Regions from separate parts of the Drosophila melanogaster genome. Here region 1 is linked to region 2. A link is a contact called in public Hi-C data. All regions are on one chromosome and are shown on one strand. Each heading gives the region's core, a stretch centred on a gene start, on an enhancer-like site or on the middle of the called end of the contact. The rest is flanking DNA. Distances are from core to core; before and after follow the strand shown. Region 1 holds the start of disco (disconnected). Region 2 holds the start of CG42354.

Region 1 (4,551 bases), core at 432-2,931, 110 kb after region 2:
CATTATAAGTTAACTATATCATATGAGTTGAAGGTGCCTATACCTTTTTATCTTCCAAGAATCTTTTAAAAAAGAGATTCAACTCAAAAAAAAATATAGATCTTTTAACATTTCAATATAAAACAATTCAAGATCTAAGCATCATAACAATCTTGCATAGCACAATAAGGCGCAACGGAAAACAATAACAACCTCTCTATTTTCTCTCAGTGCACGCGGTCGACAGATCGAGGTGAGTATGCATGTACATGGGTAATTATTTTTGTCAAACGCTTAAAATGTCTTAAGCCACCGATGGTGAAAGGGGGGGTGATGTTGGGCAGCTGGGGGTAGGGGAAAAACCAATCACAACTTTTGATGGCTCTCGGACGAAACGTTTTTTGATTATCGGCAGTGGCAAAGGCAGCAAAATGTTGAAAGTACCCAAGACAAGAAACGACAAGATTGAAGAATTCCGAGAGTTGGGAGACGCTTTAGATGGTAGATGGTAGATCCAAGATCTGTGGAGTACGGTGTGTGGCAGTTGGGGATGGAAGATGCCGAGATGTGAGCAATCCGGCGGCTATAATTGCTGTTGTAGTTGCTGTTAATAGTAGTACATTATAATAAGCAGGAGTCGATGGGCACAAGGGGCATGCAAGGGGCATGCGATGGTCCAAAGATGACAACGCCGATGGTCCGGACATCAACGAGAAAAACAGAGCTCGAAAACCGCAGACAAAAATCTTAATTACAACTTTGACATTTGGCGTTTCCCCCGAAGACATCACTTTTTTGTCGTCGAAGCTCACGCAGCAAATAGACAAAAATGGGTTTACGAACATTGGATTAACAAGCTGTTTTCAATTTAGCAAAGTCAGGATATTATAAGAAAATCCATAGACTAGAGGTAAAAGATGGCAGCACATCACCAGAGATCCCATGAAAATGGTAATACCATATTAATGCCACTAGCAGCCTATGTGATCCTAACAAGATCATTATTTACCACGAAAAGAATCCTATTGTTGCGTTCCTATTTCATAACACAATTCTTGAATGGGTAATATTTTTATGGCACCAGGATTTCTTTTTAGAAAATACTCCTCTGATCTCGAAAAATATTCACTATGACTTCACTTGAATTTGAATTCTTTGCTTGAAGTGCCGACGGCAAATCAACTTTACTCGAACTATACATACCTTTTGCTAATTTAGCAGCGAGTTGTAGATATTTTATTGTATTTTGGTTTATTGCTGTTTTTTTTTTTTGTTTTAGATTTTCTCACTTTGTCACAGGTTTGAGATTTAAAAAAAGGGTTTCTTTCGCTTTGTTTTGTTTTGATATTTTGTTGCGTAAAAAGTTGATAAATTCAGATGGTAGAATTCACTGTTGGAGCTGTGTGCTGTTGTTGTTTTCATGCCCGTGGTGCATTTATTTTTGTTGCATTTTGCTGAGATATTAAAAAAGTTGGTCGTTCACAGTTGACGATGACACACACACACACACACACACGCTCGTATGCACGCACACTTATGCACTGGGTCGCGCGGCAGAGAGAAGAGTGGACTGGACGCGAATATGCGGATGCGAATATGTGAATATGCGGAGTGGCAAACGAAGTAGCGACGAAGATGCGGATGTGCGGAGAGCAGGGACAGCAGAGATCCACTTCTTCGAATGTCGTGGGTGACACTGATTGTCGATTTGTCGTTTCACCAACGAATTTGTGCGGCGACTGCGACGCCGGCAGCGCAGCGGGCAGAGAGCGAGCGACAAATGCGGCGACACCGACACCGACACACCGACTGACTGACACAAACACACACGCACACGCGGGGTGGGTGACATTTGGCTCTCTCTCGCTCGCTCTCCCGCTCGCTCTTGCGCCCTCTCTCTTTCACTCTTTCGCTCTTGCACCTGGAAGAGTGTGAGAGAGCGCGCTATTGGAATTGGCCTTCGTCACATTGTCGTCGATGGGTCATTAGGCACTCGCCCGAGTGCGAGCGAGAGATCCGCCCGCACTTGAGTCCATCCCGCTCGCCCAGTCGGCAAAGCAGTGCGAGGCAAGAGTAGCCACCACTCTCTTACTCACGCCGCGAAAGAGCGCCGTCCCGTGCGTGCGAGCGGCTTGGCACGCTCGTGCGGCTATCTCGCGCCCGCTCGCACACTGTCGTCTGAGTGGACGAAACCGTTTCGTTGGGTTGACACATGCGACATGCGACGTGTGTGTGTGTGGTCAGTGCGGCACACACATTCACACGCACTGCCGCCAGCCAAAGAGAACGCAGCGCTCGCTCTCGCCGCTTGCTGGTATGGGTGCCTTGGGTTCGATGGTGTGAGTACATGGCCGGGCACTATAGTGTGACAGAGCGAGAGAGAGGGAGCCGGAGCACAAGAGCGCAAGAGGGAGAGAGCAACGAGAGTGAAATGGCAATGGCCACAGTATACAGTACACAGTACGTAATTTGTCGCTGCTGCGACGTCACTTTTTGTCTTGGGCTTCTCCTCTCTGCTTCTCTTCACGAAGGTTCTTTTGAAATTTTTGTCATTTGATGTCTTGTCCACTCGGTGCTGTGCCCTCTCGCCGTCCCTATCGCACCCGCACGAATGGCCGCGTTGAGCGGCTCTCTTTGTTTTGCGATTGCGCTGTGCATCTGTATGGGTGTGTGTGTGGGTGCGAATGTCGCTGTATAGGTGTATCTGTGTATGGGTGACACTTTGGCAATGGGGGCGATTCGCTTCGATTTTTTTTCCCTGTCGCCACACAGCACCAATGGAATTCGAGCACTGGTGACAAAGAAGCGACGCTGCTGCTTCCTCTTTCCACCCCACACCCCTACCGCAGTCCCTCAACGATCCTATCACCATGACCGCCCCCACCACCACTATATATGTATGTACATATGTATGCATGTATAACTTATGTAAATTGCACAGCTTCGGTATGTAAGTGCCTTATGTGATAGCAGCACCTACACACATATACACAGCTCCTTGTCGTTTCATTGTCCTTTTCATTGCCGAATTAAAATAATTCTCACCCACACTCCCACACAGTATATGTATGTATTTGCTAGACGCCGGAATGTCCCACATAAGGATACAAAAGCACACATACATATTTGGCCACATTTGTTCTTCAATTTATCCACACAAGTGTCCGAGAAAAGTTCTTAAAGCGAAAAAAAACCGTACGGAACAAATCCTATTTGCATTAATCACCATAAAAAAATATAACAATAAGGACCGCATTATTATGTTGCATACCCACAAGGCGTTAGCATCAATGTTGGACTTCCAGGAAATGGTCAGGACTTAATAAAAAGCACTCTCTTAACATTCAATATCTTTAAGTATTACATATCATACCATACGTTTAAATGGTATATAAGGTTCTAACTAAAATTCATTCAAGTAAGTTTACTTACTACTTATAAACCAAACCCAAATCAGTTTCTTGTTAACCTAAAGCTTTAAGCTTTAAGGCTTCTCAAATACAATGCATCACTCATTCAATTAGTTGTTTCTTATTTAGCTTTCGTAATCGCGTAATCGCAAGTACCTTTGCAGAAACATTAATTGTTCTAAATATATAAATAACACAATTTATTCACTGTTGTTTTCCTAAAAACTATGTTTACTTCAATTTTTAATCTGAAGGTGGGAATAAATCCTCCAAACCCAAACTATAATTCTTTCAGATAAACAGATTTATCTGAAACTTAAAAGCACCATAATTCCACTTTAAAATGTGATGTGAAAATTAATGATTATAATTAGATGTGTTGTGAAAATCATTTTTCAACGAAGTTTTTACAGAATGTACCATCAATTTAAGTGACAAGTGCAGCAACCTTTATGCTGCCTCGATTCTATTCAACAAGGTGTCCTCAAATTGCTTGATTTGAGAATAATATCTGATAATATTAATGTGTGGAGTGCCTTTATAATCGATTCCCCATTGCTGAGTGTCACTTTTCAATTCGGCGCCGCCAACTGGCCTTTGTGAATTGATTGATGTGAGTTCGAAGGTGAAAAGTCAATCCTCGAAGGTTTTTTTTTTAATATTGTTTGGAACGAATGGAAATATCTTCTCTGGGGTCATCTCGATGTCGCCCCCCCATTTTTTTTTTTTTCATGTTGGACAGTGCTAGTCAACACTTTCGTTTTTCCTTTCTCTTCTATTGTGTAGCGAAATGGTTTCATTAATCAAAAATTTGGAGAAATAAATGCTCGTTTCTTTCGATTTATTTCGGCCCCCTGCCAGATTTGATAAATAATTGCTATCTTATTATGTCGATTGTCGTTGCTGTCGCCGCTGGAATCAAAATTCAGGGACTTCAGAGTCCCACAGATCCACTGTCACCGGGCTAAAGTCAAGAACAAGATACTGAATCGGAATCGGGCACAAAGTTCTTTATTAACACGGGAATAGCACGGCACCCTTTGTGCACGAACACCAAAATCGAAACGTAATCGAGGTCCGAGATCCGAGACGAAATCGATCAATCATTTTTCACACTTTGTCGTCCAGGTTCTCATTCTCCATCCCATTGCCATTACGATTA
Region 2 (4,233 bases), core at 1,171-3,670:
AGGTAGGCAACATCTTTTGCAACATTTTTGTGCTTTTTGGTGGCTAGAGGATATCCACAATTCGGCTATTCCGAACATAATTCTTTCCCGGCGCATTTTTTTTTTTCGCTGAGCAAGGGCCTCGTCATCGTCTTGCCAAACTCGCATGTTGGCAAGATACACACATATATGGATGTACGAATGTACATACATACGTACGAAAGGTTGTAGCTGTGAGTAATTCCGAAGGTTGAGGCATACTAAAATGCACATTCGATCGGTGTTTTGTTAAAGTAAAGCCTGTTAGTACATACGTTGTTCCCCGGGCAGCTGCTTCGCATCGATCGCTTTTTTATTATTATTATTTTTTTTTCGCCTTCAGCTTGCAAAAGATTAAGCCCTCTGATAAGATAGCACCCATTATCTAAGCAAACACACCAATACACGCGCAAGTGTACTCGCCACAGTACTCGCTTATAATAATTTGAATTCTAATCAGAACGGTAGAGGGGGATGGAGAGACTCCAATCAGAGACCTTCCCAGTCAGACTGTTCGAAAAAAAAAATTACAATTTTCCACGTTGTTAATTTATGCCAAATACACACGTACATACAAACGTTAGTGTAAGTTTTTGCATAGAATTTAGCAATGGAATGACCGCGAAATTGATATGTTATTATTGTGTTTAAATTGTTGTATAAGTTTCTAGGTTTACCATAAATGGTGCTTCATAATTATTTTATTCAGTTGGCTTTTTTTTCCCCCCCGAAAGCAGGACTATTCAGTATCTAGAGTCAAGAAGCCATTTAAAGAAACCACGTCAAAGCCAAAATATTTAACACATCTGCATTGGGTTTCGAACTTGCGAAATTTGGATGCGCTGGCGCTAACAAGATTATTTTGTATGAAAAACTGCACCCACTTAATACATATGTAGATATGTATGAATGTATGTATGTACATATGTCTTGAGAGCGAAATAACCCCTTGAACAAATCACACGAAAAGTTAACGAAATCGTACACTGCGTAGGTTATGAAAAATGTTAATAAATGGTTGTATTTAATAAAAAAAAAACATGTGAAAACAAGCAAACATTTTACTGAAAAATATGACTATTTTGAAATATTGTATCCCAAAGAGCCCAACCCTCCTCAAATCTTATAAATTCGAATGTGTGTGTGTGTGTGTGCTGTTGTGTGTTTTTTTAGTGTACCTTTACGGTCCATAGCATGGATCGATTTATGGCATAAATTTACCCTTACCACCACGGAATTGGGAATTGCATCCCTAATTCCGCATGGAGTCTCGTTCCAAATAGATTTTGGATTTTGTGTTCCCAAAATGAATCAGTGTCCGTTCCGATTTGGGAAGAGCCCGTATTGAAGGCAACTGTGAAAGACATTAAACTGCAGCCGCTGCTCTCATTTGCTTTTGCTTTTTTTTTTCTGATTGGACCTAGGTTTTCTTGCTTTTTCTGCCTTTTTGCTTTCGTCATTGTTATGGTTATTTGCTGTTGCTATTGCCGTTGCGCACAGTTGGGTTAATATTTCGAAAATAAGCCATAATTGTGTGTCTCAGCCACCATTTTGTGGTTTTAGTTGAGTTTGAGTTTGTGCTTGCTTTGGTTATTTCCTTCATTTTTTTTTGTTATTTTTTACATATATTTCTTTTTTACGTTTAATGCTTAGTGCGCCTCGTTTTTTCCGTTGGTTTGGCAGCTAGACGGCCAAAGTGTGAGTTCGGATTGGAGTTCATTCACCGCGCAGTAACTGACGGATGCCAATAAGAATATCCCAGATCCCAGTTGGTCTTGAAGAAAACCCCCAACGTTATTTCGTTTTTTTTTTTTCACAAACTCTTGCTTTAACCCGCACTCACTCACGAATACAACAAAAACAAAAACAACAACAACAACAACAACAAAAAGATACAAAATCATACAGATACACACACTCGCACTAACGTTCGTTCACACACACAACCACTATAAACAATCGGCGGTGGTTGAGATCCCCAAAAACCCCTCCCCCACCGAACCAACGAACCACCACTGTTTTTATGTTTCTCTGTTTTGAGTATTATTAATTTCGCCGTACATCGGTGGTACAATGTGTGTTACAAAGCCAAAAAGCCCGAAAAAAAAATAAATGAAAAACAGTCGAATATTTTGTCGTACTTGATGGTAAAGTAAATATAACACACAGATGCAAAGGCGGTTAGACATACAGGGCCAATATACAGATACTATCCGTATATACGGTGTGATTGTATTTGACTTTATTTAACGACAATTACCTAAACAAACGTGAACAATAGAATAGCGGCGGTACGACGACGCGCACTTAACAACAAAAAGTACTCCGGCGTTCGGGAACGGGAAAACCAAACAAAAAAATAACACGTCCGCTCACCACAAGATTTCAAAGTTGACTGCGACAGCAACGATTTTTTTTGCGGCAAATGGAATCCACAATACGATCCACTTTTAATAACATAGGCTTCTCTTAAAGCGTTGTATTTGTATTCATTGTATCTGCAGCGCTACCGGACTGGCGAGATTTCGTTCTGGCTTAAGTTAAGATTTCCGGCTGACCTGGCCTACACCGAAAGAAACGGGTGAAATTGGCATATATCTTATCATATTAATTGAATCAGAAGATTGTTTTAATTTCGTATATTCTTATGGCTAAAGAAATGTTTTTAAATTAAATGTTTATAACGTAGGATGTATAAATAACAATTTGTTCTTAACAAGCCACTGCAATGGTCCTTGTCGACGAACCAAAAATATACTTGCCAACTTTCAAATAATGGGTATACAAAATTATACAGGAGATTTCTTAACGTGTTGCTTATTTTGGTTCTATTTTTTCAAGTAAGGATATTTTAAGGCGTTGCCACAAGTTCGACCTATGATGTTGCCAGCAGCATGGAATAAGAATGCTGAGAATTCAAATTATGAAATTTATTAAAAGTAAGAAATGAAATTATTTGGCTCTTAAAAAAATAAATTTAAAAGAATGTTTAGTATGTGCTGAATGGAAATAATGGTAATTTAACAAAATATACTGAAAACACGTCAATTTAAAAAATATCACACCTTAAAATCGTTAGCCTTAATATCGGTTTTTTTTGCCATGTGCCTTAAAATAAATTTAGATAACATTTTTTTGTAAAATGTTACATATTCAATTAAGCGTTTCGAACCCATTTGGAACCACTTCTTTTAAGGCTACATGAGACTTTCTACAAATATTGTATTTCCGCAATGTAGGTTTGTTACGGCTAAAACTTATTGTTTAAGCAAAATCAGTGGATATGGCAACGCTCGTAAGAAATTATAGAAATATGTGAAGCGCCATCCAGCGGATAGTGCAAGTTCTGCAAAAGCGCGCGTAGTAGCTATTTTTGGAGACTAAACTACCGCCATCTGTTGGTGTTTATTCAAAACAGACGTAAAAAAGTATGTTACACAAAATAAATTTTTTGTGTAGTTACTATATTTTTAGGGTTGACTAGCGTTGTGCTATTTTTCAGTAATAACAATAAAATAAATAGTGATCGCTAGATAAAGCTAGGGCTAATCAAACTGAAAAACGAAATAAAATTGATTATGTTTATCTGTAGTTTATGCAGACAAATAAGTAAACTAACTACACTATTTCACAATTTGCCTTACAAGTAAAAAATGAAACCAGCAAAATTTACTTGAAATCGGCATAACTAATCGCAATTGTTTGGTTAGTTGTTAGTTGGCTTATGAATTAAGTTTTGAGTTCTTAAAAAATCATTTAATTTTAATCTTAAATCACTATGTATCAATTCCATTACAATTCCAATTCACTAACTTTCAACTATACTTTGGTTGTTTTTGTACTTTATACTTAATATGCTTTTCTATTTATGACACCGATATTAAGCAATTATGTACCATGCCATTTACAGAGCAAAACAGAGCTTCTCCTCGAGCCATCCTCTCTCCTTTGGATTAGTGTGAGAACTGTTTCAAAAGGCGATTTTGCGGGCATGCCCCCTTTTGCAGATCCGTGGACAATGCCAAGGGCATGGCCTCCGTTCGCTTAACTGGCAATCTGCGCGTAATGATGGTTTCAGGATTTAGTCGGCCAATCAATCGATGGTCGCATAGAGTTTAACAATTCCATGGTGCGCTTAATTCGGGGGTTCGGTTACGGTACTCGAATTGGGCGATTTCGATGGCGAATGGAATGGACTGAACTGAACTGAACTGA

Evidence for each region. A called contact is a pair of places that touch in the nucleus more often than the background predicts.
Region 1: a contact with region 2 is called in a Hi-C map of the Kc167 cell line, with 4 times the contacts expected there. The contact joins the promoter of disco here to the promoter of CG42354 in region 2. A contact is called at or near these places in 21 of 107 Hi-C or Micro-C datasets (the D17-c3 cell line, the Kc167 cell line, the ML-DmBG3-c2 cell line and 10 more).

What each region holds. Positions count from the first base shown.
Region 1 is chrX:16,215,069-16,219,619 of dm6, forward strand. It overlaps disco (disconnected), which reads right to left and starts at 1,682. Exons shown (of 2, transcript NM_078638.4): 1 at 1,183-1,682.
Region 2 is chrX:16,102,526-16,106,758 of dm6, forward strand. CG42354 reads right to left here and starts at 2,421. Exons shown (of 6, transcript NM_001144730.3): 1 at 2,279-2,421; 2 at 294-528. It overlaps CG42353, which reads right to left and starts at 2,421. Exons shown (of 5, transcript NM_167485.4): 1 at 2,279-2,421.